Linked DNA regions of Mus musculus: all the other regions are linked to region 1. The links are chromatin contacts, called in public HiChIP or PLAC-seq maps. All regions are on one chromosome and are shown on one strand. The core of a region is the stretch at or near the end of the contact, and the rest is flanking DNA. Distances in the headings are between cores, read along the strand shown.

The links. HiChIP or PLAC-seq counts read pairs in DNA pulled down with a chosen protein or histone mark.
Region 2: an H3K4me3 HiChIP or PLAC-seq map of embryonic forebrain shows a contact between it and region 1, with 5 times the contacts expected there. The contact joins two enhancer-like sites. A contact is called at or near these places in 5 of 115 datasets of contacts at active chromatin or transcription factors (craniofacial prominence, embryonic basal ganglia, embryonic forebrain and 2 more) and 1 of 9 other capture datasets (embryonic stem cells).
Region 3: an H3K4me3 HiChIP or PLAC-seq map of embryonic forebrain shows a contact between it and region 1, with 5 times the contacts expected there. The contact joins the promoter of Slc25a13 here to the enhancer-like site in region 1. A contact is called at or near these places in 9 of 39 promoter capture datasets (the 3T3-L1 cell line, the C10 cell line, cranial neural crest and 4 more), 11 of 115 datasets of contacts at active chromatin or transcription factors (bone marrow-derived macrophages, cardiomyocytes, craniofacial prominence and 7 more) and 1 of 9 other capture datasets (embryonic stem cells).

The regions. Positions count from the first base shown.
Region 1 is chr6:6,847,920-6,852,527 of GRCm38.p6, forward strand. All of the region lies in intron 1 of Dlx6os1 (distal-less homeobox 6, opposite strand 1), which reads right to left. Among named protein-coding and RNA genes, the nearest start is that of Dlx6, 13 kb to the right of the region's middle. Within about 2 kb of position 2,627, at least 11 of the 459 cell types and tissues checked have an H3K27ac peak or open chromatin away from gene starts, as enhancers often do. A contact at or near this core is called in embryonic forebrain, where this site is marked.
Region 2 is chr6:6,159,687-6,164,294 of GRCm38.p6, forward strand. The region is part of intron 3 of Slc25a13 (solute carrier family 25 (mitochondrial carrier, adenine nucleotide translocator), member 13); the gene reads right to left. Among named protein-coding and RNA genes, the nearest start is that of Slc25a13, 55 kb to the right of the region's middle. Within about 2 kb of position 2,820, at least 18 of the 459 cell types and tissues checked have an H3K27ac peak or open chromatin away from gene starts, as enhancers often do. A contact at or near this core is called in embryonic forebrain, where this site is marked.
Region 3 is chr6:6,214,639-6,219,246 of GRCm38.p6, forward strand. Slc25a13 (solute carrier family 25 (mitochondrial carrier, adenine nucleotide translocator), member 13) reads right to left here and starts at 2,535. Exons shown (of 18, transcript NM_001177572.1): 1 at 2,358-2,535. The coding sequence starts at 2,372.

The DNA of each region.
Region 1 (4,608 bases), core at 1,377-3,876:
TAGTTCTCAACTTTCCCACAGCTCCACTGGCCTAGCTGCACCAAGATGCCCATGTAACAAGCGGGGTCAACGCCTACAGTCCACCCCACCAGCTGAATCAGGTTAGAGATGCAAGGCCTGACTCTCTGTTCTACCTCAGCCCAGCTGGAGACCTCACACCAGCCTCCAGCTTAGCTAAAGCCTAGTAAATGTCTGGAGTGGAAGATACCCCAGAATCGACCAGGAAGAAAAAAAAAAAGGTCTTCGCACAACCCTACAAGGGGATAACCCCTGAAGAACCGGACAGCCTGGACACTCTAGAAGATTTCACCTCCTAGTGACAGTTCATACTGGGGATCCAGCAAGGGCTTAGAGCCATGTGTTTCCAGCCCAAGGGGTGCAGAAGCTGGGGAAAGGTTTTATAACACCCCCACCAAGGCCTTGAGTTATGAGACTCCACATTCTCTCTGAGCTCACCAAGTCTCTAGAGAAGAAATTCCCTTTTGAGTTGTCTCAGGTGGGAACTTCTGCCAAGTGGGGCTCTTCGTTCTGAACAAAATCTTCAGGCCATGAATTTGGGAAAGGGACTCTCCAAGCACCCGAACACTCCCAGTAATAAACTCAAGCTAATTTGACTTCATAGGGTCAGTTCCTAGTTTTATTTAGTTTTACCTGGAAGCGTACTTTTCTCATTATTATGCTAATATTTTAAAAGGGACTTTCTTATAGCTAACTTGGATGATTCTGCGGCCTGTAGCTAGGCATCCCAGCTGCCTGGAACACCCTCCTGGAAAAGTTCAACGCAGCATTATCACCTTTCCCCCTTTGTGCAGCCCTGGTTTCCCCAACTTTGTCCTGCGTCTAGAACAGCTGTGTACCCCCAAAACACAGTAGTCTGAGAGACAGAACTTGCTAGCATTTTTAAATGGAGAAAATCTAAACTATGGGGTTTGTTTCTTAATACCAGCTGACTCTCAAAGAAGATTAGCTGTTGCATTTAAAAGTCTTTATATTGCTGGGATTTTTTTTTAAACCTACTATAGTACTGAAAAACATCAGTTCAAGTTCAATGAAAGTTATTTAATCATTAAAACATAGTGAGGGTCCCCATGGGGAAGTGGGGAGGGAGACTGGGAGGGAGAGGGAGAGGGAGGAGGAGGGAAAGAGAGGTTGGTTAAGGGTTATATTTATTAAATTTTCATTTTTTCAAATTTCACGTTTTGGTGATGATTCCTTGAGTTTCAGTATGTGATCTTTTGAAACTAGCAAAGTATCCAAAGTTTAAAGAAGTGAAATGCAGACTTCAGTCTCTTCATTATGTCTTTTAGAGGCACAGGACATCAATTCTTGAAACTAATTCTTTCAGCTTGTAGTTCCCAGTGTAGAAAAAGACTCTATAGAAGGGTGTATTTGGAAAATTGACTAAAATAATAAAAAAATAGAGTGACTTTTATTTATATAACTTTGTTTAGGGAGGGAAACATTGAAATTAGCTAAGAGATACCGAATTCAAAAATAAAATAAAATAAAATAAAATAAAATAAAATAAAGGCACAGGATCCTGAAATACCTAACACGGTAGGAAGGGCTCTAAATTTTCCCCATCTACCAACATTTATAGATTTGTAACTAGAGAGAGGTTCATATGCATAGCAAGTAGTGTTGCCTGCAAATTATATTCCTTTGAAATGCTACTACTGGGTTTACCTAGCATTGTACTTTGAGTTGTGTAAAGATGGGTCTATATGTTATCTATGTATGTATACTTCTTATACTTCATATGTATTTAGACACACTTCTTTTTAAGTGTTTATGCAGTTAGTCACTTAAAGAGTATCAAAAGAAATCCTGTTTTGGCTTCCATGATCTCCTAGGTATTCCTAAACACTGATGAGCAAAACTCTTTCTATGGGAAATGAAGAACCTCCCATTTAAAGGAGAGAATAGAAAGGGGAACTCGATTTATTCTCATTTGTTTATCGCTAGACTTTCCCCCACTCTGCACATTCATTTGAATAGCTTTCAAGCCGGAAAATGGAAACGCGCCTCCTGCCCCCTATTTCAGCGGCGGCGGCGGCGTCCTGGCAACAGCGCAATTTTCTATCATCAAGGATAAATGGCATCGAACAGAACATTCTGATAAAAAAAAAAAAAAAGAAAAAAAAAAGAAAAAAGAAAGAAAGAAAGAAAAGAGAGGGGGAAAAAAGAAAAAAAAAAAAAGCTTCAGCCAAGGAGTTCATGATTGCTGGCCTTCCTGTCTGTCATCCCTTTACAAAATCCTGAGCGGCATGCTGTCAGAGCTAATAACGTCTGCTGAAGGGGGTGGAGGGGACGCATAGTCGTCCCTGTACAATGTTCCCATTTATTAAACCGAGTGCTTATTTTTAAATTGCAAATATCTTTGTTTGGTTCAGTGAAAATTAAAACCAAGATGTAGGAAGTTACATGATGCGACAATTATTCGTATCATTCATATCAGAGAATCAAATACCTATCTCGCCCTTCTGGTGAAGGTTGGGTGAGGGGGAAGGGGGATCAGAGGTAGGAGGTTTCTGGTAGGAAAACAAGAACCCATTGGCTCTGCAGGTAAACCAAGAGACCGCCGAAGGAGCGCGCTACCAGCGATACCCAGCCGAAAGGGCTACTGAGAGGCCCCAAGCGCGCGTGCAGGCGCCCGATGCCTGGTGGGTCAGCTCCATCCGAAGCCCCAATAGTTTCTGCAGGAAGCTACGAATGCATCGGTGGTTTTCTCACCTAGGGATGTGCCATTCTGGAAAAGGCCATTCGCGGACTCCAGTCGAGGATGTCTTTAGTTTCTGTGCTTCCGAGGGACGTAGGACACCCGGGACAACCCTTAAGTCCTTTATCAAGAGGTCAGGGACATAGGAGGCTAAGAACCTTATCCACACACCCATTGGGGGCAGCTGACTCCAGATACACTTCTTAGCGGTTCTAAGCTGTTGCCTTCAGGTGTAGGGAGTGCTTGTTCAGTTCTTACTCAGCCACGCTCTGTGCTTTGAAATTAAATCTACATGCCTGGGAGGTAGTACCTAGGCATGTGTAGCAACGCTTTTGGGTGAGGAACAGTGGTTTTGGTACCCTTCTCTCATTGGGAGATGATGTGCCTGGGGGTTGGGGGGAGACTGGGTATGAAGAAGGGGCCTACAACTACCATGAAACGTGGTTTTTGTGTCCTTGAAAGCTAATCAAAGAGAAAGGGTTGGTGCAAAACGATACACTGGATCCTAAAATTTGGGCTGCCTATGAAGAAGTTGGCCCAACATCTGGCCCAAGAGGGCAAAGCACAAGGCAGCTGGTGAGCACCCTAGAGGCTCAGAACCTTAGAAGCAGGTGATGACTGGGGGAAACCTTTACTAAAGAAATGTAATTATTGCGCACCTGGAAGTCTTGATCACAACAACTAGACGGAAGTGGTGCGAGAGGGATACAACGCGCATGCCTTAGATTTGCATGCAAGAGTATTCACGTGAGCCAACTCCTGTGCAGCCCCAGGCGCTGCCACCAATAGAATCCCGTTTTCCCTGAGCCTCGGGGTCACAATGACATCTCATTTCCCCGACAATAGGCCTTTAAAACCCACTTTAAAAATAAAAAAGGGTGTTTTAGTATTGATCCTCACCTAGATAGTGAAGACCTCTGTGGGAGACACATTTTAGAACTATAAATATATTTACTACAAGCAAGGGTTAAAAGTATTCAGAATCTGAGAAAAAGTTAAAGGCAGGAGACATTTTTAGAGCCTATGAAAAGCCCAGGATTGCTGTCCTCTTTCTTGGGGCTTGGGCCTCATCTGTCATATGAAAAAAATCACATCTCCTTAATTGACCCAATGAGCCTCACAAAACCAGAAATATTACCTGCATGTGCCTATCTTAGAAAAGTAGTTTCAAAGCCCATTTTCCTCCCAACCCAGTCACACATGGTTACCAGGGTGATAGGAAGCTGGGACACCTGTGTTCCATCTCTCACCTTTGCCCAGACACCAAAGAGGTCTGTGGTCTGAGAACCATATGTTGGCTTTCACATCTGTGAAATGGGGCTAATTATAGAAAGGCAGAAGACTAGAAAGGTAGATACTTGACAGGATCTCCACCCTGTCTGGACCTCTCCTGACTGCTTCTAAGCTGGGAATGACAAGGCTGATTCTTAGGGCTACAGAGGGGTGGGCCAGCCGGGAGACATTACCGTCCACACCAATGCTGCTGCCTGCCCTGGTTGTAGACCTTGCCCGCCATTATGAGACTCCTTCCTCATTCTCTGCCCCATAATGTCCTTCCAGAATGTGCTGTGTAAAATGGGCCTCTAACACCTAAGGAAATTCATTCCCCATAACTTGAAAGCTGCTTTGGTTTTTTGGGCTGCAATAAAACAAGAGGGGATTGTGACTTGCAGTTCCCTCTCTCTGTGTAACTCACAAGGTCCAAGGTAGGATTAAGCTGCAGACAAACACTGCCAGGAACACAGGCTCTTATGTTCGTTCAGCTCACACACTGTGATGCTTAGAAGGACTCCAGAAGTACCTCTGTTTTTCCCACCCTCAGTTAAGCCCAATTACAACGTGACTTTTAAAAATAGCATGGGACAGAACTAAAGTGTGATTACAACCCT
Region 2 (4,608 bases), core at 1,570-4,069, 690 kb before region 1:
GACCACCCATGTGCAAGTACTGCGGTTCTGAAAAGGAGGAGGAGGGGCAGGAGGAGGAGGGAGAGGAAGCAGCAGCAGCAGCCGCCAGCATCTGACTCTGTGTTCCCCAGTAAAGAGCCATGGGCTCTATAATGTCTTTTAATAACTTTTTGGCTTTCCCAGCTCTGTTCCTTGAATGCCTTGCAAATAATCCAGTGGACAGGTAGGGTGTTTCCACTCTAGGCTATGTATGTTCTAGACATAAATGATGACAACTACACGAATCTGGGTAATCAAGGAACCGCTCTTCAGTGGCTGGGTAAAGCAATGCGCACAAAGGGCACCCCAGAATCAGGTGACAAAATGCAAAGAATAAAGAAGACAGATGCCTGAGAGCTGTGCTGGAGCCCCAGGCCTGGAGACTTCTTCACTGGTGTGGTTAGCCCCAACTCCAGTGCTTCTAGACTGTAGGGACGGAATCAACAAGCAATTCAGAGGAGAGGCGGGATGCTTTGTGTGAATGGTTAGCAAAGGCGTGCAGGAACCATGCAAGGGGGCTAAGAAAATCCAAGACTAGCTAGCCTCCCTGGGGTAAAATGACAGCCATGGAGTGGCAGGGCCATTCAGACTTTTATACCCATGTACCTACACATGGCATCGCTGCAAAATGAATGCAGGGGAGTGCCATGTCTTGCCAGAAAGACCCCTTGAGCCAGTACCGCGTAGCGCATAGACCAAGCAGTTCTAGTTGATAGCAGCAGAGAGAATGTGGCCAAAGACAGTCTGGTGGAGCGTGTACTAGAAGTCCAATTAGGGCTCCGTCCCCTTCAATGACACCTGGAAGCCTATGGCTGCAGGGACAGTGGCAGTCAGAAGACTGATAAGGGCTTAAGGTCACCAAGGATATTCGAACTGCCCCTTACATAGGTGACAAGGGAGATCACACATAAACAGAAGAAGAAACAGTGCTCTGGTTTCATGTTTCAAGGCAGCGGGAGTTAGGTGGAGACTAGACCAAGTTCTTGCCTTACCTTAGCTTCACCATCCAGTGGCCTCCTTTCCTGGGCTATGAGGGGTGTGTCTGTCTTGCCTGTCTTTCCCCCGCCCCATGTGGGATCCTCTGGTCTCAGGGAATCTTCCCAGGTCCACCCCGGATCCAGCATGGGCTTGGCCTGATCCGGCTGGAGGCCAGTGTGATTGGCTCACAGCTCAACTGAACTCTGGTTCAAACCTCACTGGGGTGTTTGCCAAGGGCCTATTTAAATCCATTGGCTCCAGAGAAACCTGGCAGATCGCATACCATTCAATCAGGCAGGCTACTGCCTGGCTCTAAAAAGCTATTAAAGATTTTTATTACTGATTTTACTGAGTTGCTATCATGAATTTGGCCTATAAATACCACCTCTGCATACATCACTGCCTTCATGTTGACAACGACAAAAAATATTTAAGCTTTCCTAACTGTGAGCTTACCACAGAGAGTGACTCGTCTATACTGCTAACCCTAACTATGTGGCCACAGCCTTATAGGTCACTATAAGTAGCATTCAAGCTACTCAGACTGACAGTGTCAACCAGGGGGTATGGCATTCCTACCTTCACCTTCAACATTGGCTTCCATGACTGAGGCTGGTAACCAAGCACTTAGACCAATATGACTCATCTCTCTCATGATTCTCCTTTGTCAATAGTTAACACTAAATCATACCTACTGCCAACTCAATTTTTATACCCCATCCTCTCTTTCTTTCCCTATTAGGTAACTACTGCCCAGTGGTCTTGGGGGAATCTGTTTCCATGTCTAAGCCACATCACCAACATTCTACCTTTCAAACGTTGAGATATAATAAAGGTCTGACTGTGGCCAATTTCACCCTAAAAAAAGAACACCGAAAGCCTTCTGAACTAGAGGCAAATTCTGTCTCCACCATCTCTACATAAATAGGCATCAATGGTAGAAAATGTCTCTAAAACCTGAAAATTTGGGGCCAGAGAGATGGCTCAGAACCCTCTTCTGGCCGCCTCGGGCATCAAGCATGCACATGGTGCACATACATACGTGCAGGCAAACTGTCACACACAACATATAAAAACTTAAAGATGCTTTTGAAAAAACCCTGAAAAGTTACCTTATCACCTATACCAATTGCATACCATACACTTACAAATACTGAGAGTGATACGTGTATATCACAAACATATATATGTATATATGTTACATTATTAATATTTTAAGATTACCCAAAGATTTTTTTAAGGAAAAATGTACTGAGGTTAACAGGGAAGGGAAAAAAGAAAAACAGCTTACTACGAAGCCCTTATGTTAATTTCTATATTGTCTTTAAGAAGACATTAAGGAAGGGGGGAGGGTAACTGGGCAGCCTGTTGGAATAATGATTTACCCTAACTGCAGGGTTTTTAAAGCACTGATTCCTACATCTTTTCTGCTCCTTTAGTTAAGGCTGGTTGAGAAGGCTTCGACTTTATTAAAATAGCAAATGAAGGATAATGGGAAGATTAAGGCACAGAAAAGCAATCACTCACTGAAAAGCCAGCAGGTGAGCCATCTGTCAGCTGCTCTAAGTGGCCACTAAGGCTGTTGATTCTCCAGTCTCCGGTTCTTGTCTTGCCTTCCCTCCAAAAAATGGAGTGGTCAGGCAGTGAAGGGCGAACAAACGAGGGAAAAAGAATACAGTAGGGACCGAGCAGCTCAAGTGGGAAGGCAGGGACACGAGGAGCTTTTCCATGGCCACTGGTGTACCGGCTGAGGCTGTTCCTGTACCCAGATGAACTCTGAATAATCAGTCCTTTTAAATGCACAGAGACCAGACCAAGCAACATGCAGAGCACAGGCTGCAAACTCTTAGCTCACCAAACTGCAGCTCCCTGGGCTCAGAGGCAGAGTCCCCTAAAGCGTCCAAGGCTCTCAGGCAGGTGCGGCCCACCGAGCAGTGATTTTCTTCATGGAGAATTTCAGTACAAGACGGTTGTGCCTCTGCTCAAACCGCATTTAACAAAAATCCAAATTGAGCAGGATGAGTTTTATTGGACGACACTGACTGCTGTTCTCAGTGGATTTTTCTGAATGTCTGAACTCAGGTAATAATAATTAAAACAATACTCTAAAACTAATAAAAGTCCCCTAAGCTCACACAGGAAGTCACAAGGGCAAATAGGCTGGGGTTTTTGGTTGATGGGTGGGTTGGGTTTTGTTTTGTTTTGTTCTGTTCTGGTTTTGCCTTTGCCAATGGTGAGTTTCTGTTTCCTCACTCAGCTTTACAGAGTATAAATAATAAGCATTAACTGAAATCATGCTTCGACATATTAAATCAAGTTACACCGATTTCCCATGAGAAGCATTTTTTAATTGCTTACAAATATTTTAGCATTTTCTGTCATTCAATTGTAATTTCTATGTTTGGGATAAAAGTACACCAAACTCCCTTTTGGGGTGACGTAATATAAACCCCAGGAAAAGCAAACTGTAAACGACGGGAAAAGCCCCTAAAACCATACAGTGATGCATGGTGTGGACAAAAAGCCAGAACACCACCCCAAATCTCACATTCATATCTGCTGCGCCAGCTGAATTCAAATTAACCCAATTTTTACATGTTAATTAAACCAGCTATTTTCTTCTTATTGTATTTTTGCTTCTTAAATAGTAGAGTCTAGGAGTGATTCCCAACAGACTGGTTCCAACAACAATGACGTATTCATTTACTTCTATTGTGACCATACAATACAGTAACTGAGCAGTAATTTTTCACAGTCAATTACATGTGTGGCTCTTTATGCTTAAAGATGCTGAAATAATGTGTACTATAGAGCCATATGCCCGAGTCTCTAGCCTGCCAGAGGCAGTTGCCTGGGTAACACATTTTCTCTCCAGTTCAGCATAACCCTTCATTGAATATCATTAGGTGTCATTAAATAGCAAACATTAACATGAACTTCAATATACGACTTGCGTAGAGTCATTTTACCCATGTAAACAAGTGTCCCATCAGTTACAGTAAGTTTAAAACAGATTATGATTTTCTATATTTAAGAACATGAAAAACTGGGTACATGTTGATCCTAAATTGAATTTGCACAAATTTCTGGTCAAATGAAAAATGAGACTTAGTTTCAGGGACAATACTTCTCATCAGCACTGTCATAGCATCCCAGGTAAACAGAGACGGCTGAGGTGCTTTCAATTTACTCCGAGTTGCAAAGGAAAAAAAATACTAATTCTCCTCTCAAAGCGTTATATTCTTTTCTAGCAGGAATGAAAGAGAGGATGCCCCCACCTTCAGCAACAAAAGAAATTTAAAGACCGTGCTTAGATAGCAAGAGGTTTCCAAGCAAATAGAAAGTGTGAGCTGTTTCATGCATCACCTAAAGCATGCTTCTCCATGGACGAAGGCATAACTGACTCCTAACCTGCACGCCCTGAAGGCAGACAACTTATTTCCCAATGCAGACACATTCTGAAATCATTAACATAATGAAACTAATTCATCTCAATTATCTCACATAGTTAAAATATTTTAAATACTCAAAATGTAGTGAAGCACCATATAGTTTCAATTACAGGAATAACTGGTTTGTGCAGAGTGTTCTAGAAAAATGCCTTACTTAATG
Region 3 (4,608 bases), core at 1,285-3,784, 630 kb before region 1:
CAACACCTTCACCTGGGACCTTTTAACTGTACACTGAGTATACTGTCCTTGACCTATAATTAAAGACATTACAAAAAAATGGTCTTATGGAATCCACAGATGTGGATTTGTGTGTGGCTCTCAGTGGTTTTCGAATCCAGTTCAGATATATCATAAACAAGGACAAAGTTGAGCCTGGTATGGTCATATTTCTTTATCCCTGCCCTTGGGAAGAAGAGGCAATGGAATCTCCATGCCACCCTGATATACACAGCAAACTCCAGATCAGCCAAGGCTACTTAGTAAGACTCAGCCAAAAAAAGAAAAAGAAAAAAGACAAAAGACATAGAGAGTAACTGCCCAGATAACAGTTCAAAGTGAAGTCTCTCCAAGCAACTGGTCTATCTTTGTTTTGGCAGCTAGACAATGCTGTCACCTGTGCCAAGCACACGTTTGGTTTCTATTAATCTAAGTTCATCTTACTTTCTCGTTATTTGTTTGTTGTTGCTGTTGTTGTTGAAGACAGGGTTTTTTAGTTTAACAGCTCGTGTCTATCCTGGAATTCACTTTATAGAGCAAGCTGGCCCCTGCCTCCAATGCACTGGGATTAAACCTGTGTGCCACAATGCCCAGCTTCTCCTTACCTTCTCTTTATCCTGACTTTCTCATCCACTTACAGTTGGTTTTGTTATATCCTATTGGAAGGTATTCTATATCTATATATGTCAGCCATCCGAACTGAAGAGAGGTGACTGTCAGTGAATAAATAACAAAGAAGGCAGGTTTCAAAGGGTAAAGGTGACAGGAATGTTTCAGTTTCCTTGGCCTCCTGATTTGGATAAAAACCAACTCTCCCTGATAGGATGTGTCTCAATTACAAAAAATGCAACTAAAAAGTTGAGCCTGCTTCTTCACTTGTTACTTCGTATCTGCCCAGTCTTCTATTCTGTTTCTAGGCATATGTCTCAATTTAGTGCCCATCAATACTGCATCTCCAATTAAAGTAACGTAAATCAAGTGACAAAACTCCCACACAGGTATATAAATGATGAGTGGGTATTTACTCCAGAGAACTGATTTATACCAATCGTTATATCATGCAAAGTTAATGCAAAGAAAGGGGCTATTGGCTTGAAAGAACTAAAGTAGCTTCAGAAATAAATCAAAGTGCCCATCCACAGACTCATGCGCAAATACACCCAGTGCACACTCCTGAGGGTTACAGAGGAAGGAAGGCCACTTAAGGCACTGAGTCTAGGAACAAGAAAACTGAGGATTTGGGGAGCCTGGAGAGACTAGTCATAGAACACTATTTAAATATATTTGTCTGCTTACAATTTCCATTGCAAATGTGATTAGTTTGCCTGAATAAATCAGAATATGATGTGGTGGCCATGTTTTCCTCTTCAGGGTTATCACAGAGTTTTGATTAAGGACAAATGTTTGAAATGTTGGGTATATTTAAGTTCACTGCACTTAAAATGATCTAAGAAGTTGTATAGGCTTGATTAAAGGGCTGCCTTCGTGAACTTAAAATTAAAAGCAATAAATTCCAATGACTCGAGTGATTGGGACTGAATATGGTATTCTGCCAGAAAAGTTGAAATGCAGTCCAGAGAGGCTGAAATGGTGTGCAGGTTTGAAGAACCGGTGAAAGAGGAAAGGTCAACCTGTCAGAGCTGCCTTCTCCCTGGGTTCGTGAACGATTCACATTACACAGAATTCCTTTTAAGTAGAACTTCACAGGAGTGACATGCTCCCAGCACAATCTGTTTTGTCATTTTCAAAAAGAAGCCTCTCTGAGGCTCAGAGGCTGCCTTGTAAGTGTTGTCAGATGGAGAGAGAAAGGGGAAGGATGGAAGATGGGAGGTGGGGGTGGGGGTGGGGAAGGGTCCAGGGCTAGCTGCGCACAGACGCAGGCCAAGTCTCCCAGTTTCCAAAACGGAAGTCAAGGTGACTTCCCTACCAGCGGGAGGGCGGAACCCTTGAAATGTAATAGGATAGGCTTCAGGCCCAGTTGGGGCCCCTGGAAGGAGAAACTCAGGTCAACAACAGTCGGGTCAGAAGCAGGAGAACCCCAAAGTAGCAGAAGGGTTTGTGTGTCCCTGGGCTCTTCCCTGCCCCAGGCTACCTGGCCCCATTCGCGCGCTCCTCCTTGCTGGCCAGGGCTCGGTCCCGCGGGACACCGCTCCTGGCCAGACCAAGTGGGAGTGTCCGGCTGGCAAAGTTTCTGTAGCACGATCGGGCCGCGGTACCCACGCGGCCACAAGTGCAGTCCCCTGTGCCCCTTCCTCCCTCAGCTGCAAGGTGGAACCTCGCATCTACTACCCCGGCTGGACCCCTCTGGGCTCCAGATCGCCCCGGCCCGCCGTTCTTACCTTGGCGGCCGCCATGCTTCGGCCGGGGTACAGGCGGCTTTGAGACCTGCTCTCTGGTTGGATTGCACCGGGGACCCCGGCGACTCACTTCCCGTCCCGAGCAGAGGTGGGGGCGGTGATTCTGCCCGGCAGCGTGCGCGCCTGGCCTGCTTCCCCACGCCCTCCTGGCGCGGGTCATGCGGGTGCCGTCAGCCCATTGGCTGGGCCCGGCCAGGGCCTCCCGGGCGCGCGTGATCTAAAGGCCTCTGCCCTGTAGCCAGGGAGGGCCTCAGTATGGGAGCTACTGAGGGGCCAGGACACGTGACTCAGACTGTGCTGTCCAGCTTTAGTAGCCATTGTCGTGTATACCCCGGGGGCAAGGGAGAAATGCAAGCCACTGTCTCAAAAGACCGGGGACTTGGTGAGCTGAAGCTGCAGCTTGGGCTGAGGCCAAGGGCTGGCTAGGTCAGTGTCCATGAGAGAGCCAAGTAAGAGTGGTTACCACACAACACCTGGACGTTGACATACATACTCTCATAGATGCACACATTGGGTCAGGTTCTTGCCAGATTCACCTTGGTTTTTGCTTCAAGATGGACCCCACTTTAATGCCATCATGAAATCCCTGAAGTATTGACTAATAGAAGAAAAGATAACAAGCAGGTGACTAGCCTCCTTTGTGGCTCTAACTTGATAAACTCTTGAATATGGTATAGAACACACATTTGTAACAACTCTATTTTGCAACAACTATATGAGGACAAAAGAGGTCAAGGCCTCAAAGAGGTGACAAACTTAAAAAAAAAACAAAAAAACAAAAACAAAAAAAAACCCTACGAGCTATTGTTTGCTCTCAGGACACCATAAGAACAATGAAAACAGGAAAGGCTCTCAGAGATTACTCCTGAGGTAAGACTGTCAGTCCAATGCGTAGATAGCAAGAGATGCTCCAACCATGACGAATGAGAGGAGACAGGAGACCCAGAATTGCTGAGGAACCCAAGGGTTTAGTCAGAGAAGGCAACCTAAATTTAGGGACTGCTGGAGGAAGAGTATGGGCAACAGGAAAGACCTGAAGGTGCCTTCTAAGGCTGGAATCAGTATACTGTAAGTACTAATGTCGTTAGGGTTCCACTCAGTTGCCATAATGTATCCCAGATTCACAAGTTAGAAACTAAATCAGGAGTATGAAACACTCAAGTCCTATGGGCTCTGCCCTAAGGTCTGCATCAATGGCTTCATAAAAAGGGGCTTGTAACCCTTCCATTCTCAGCTCCAGAAAGGTGAGAGCTGGTGAACCAAGAGTTCCAGGCCACCCTTATCTATATAAGGAGACGTGTCAAAAAAGAAAGAGAAGAAACAAGCTCATAGAAGTAAGTCTACTCTCATTGTCCTCTGCCGTGCGAAGCTAGAGCTTTCCTCTCTCTGGAAGATACAGTACTCAGAGAAACATCTCGGAAACAGAGACAAGACCTTGACTTGTTGAAATTGTGATCCTAGAGTCCATAGCCAGGGTGACAACTACGAGGAATACGTTTTTAGCCTTACTCTCAGGCACTGTGTGGTAGCAACATGAACCAGGCTAACACTGGTATGATAACACTGGGCATGAGTCAGGACTAAACTATCAGAATATTCCAACAAGATGGGTTGGAGTGAGACAGGACTCTGTCTAGTGTATGAAAAGCCCAAGAAAGAAGCATTTGCCTTCCCGAGGGCTCGCGGTGCTCCTGTCTCAGGAGACAGTGAGCATCCCGTTTTTCTCTAACTCTGCTTCTGGAGTGTGAGTTCACTGCTGTCTGTAATCTCCCTGTCTCCCATTTAGAAAGTCATGGTGGCACCATCTGTAAGGCTATTCTAGAATTTGGATGGTTGGGAAAGCTCAAGGCTGCCTGGGATACATGATAAGATCTTGCCCACAAGAAACAAACATGAAAAAGCACTTTCAATGGCATTTAACAGTGAGAGACCACTCAGAGAATCCAAGCTCGCGCCCCCACCTCCAATCCTCAATCCCACTTCTGAGCTTTCTGTCATAAAAAGGAATATGATCAATAGGACCTACGAAGTAGACATCTTTTAACCCACTAAACACATCATACTGTAAAAATAGATTGTAAACTTGAGTTTAAGTTATTTCATTCTCAGTTAATTCTCACAATGACATAAGTGACATGTCGCATTGATGCCTTCTCTATCCCAGAACAGTCTTCCCACCACCATCATTTGAAAGTAGCTGGCAAGGTTGAACGGTGACCACAAGATTCCTGAC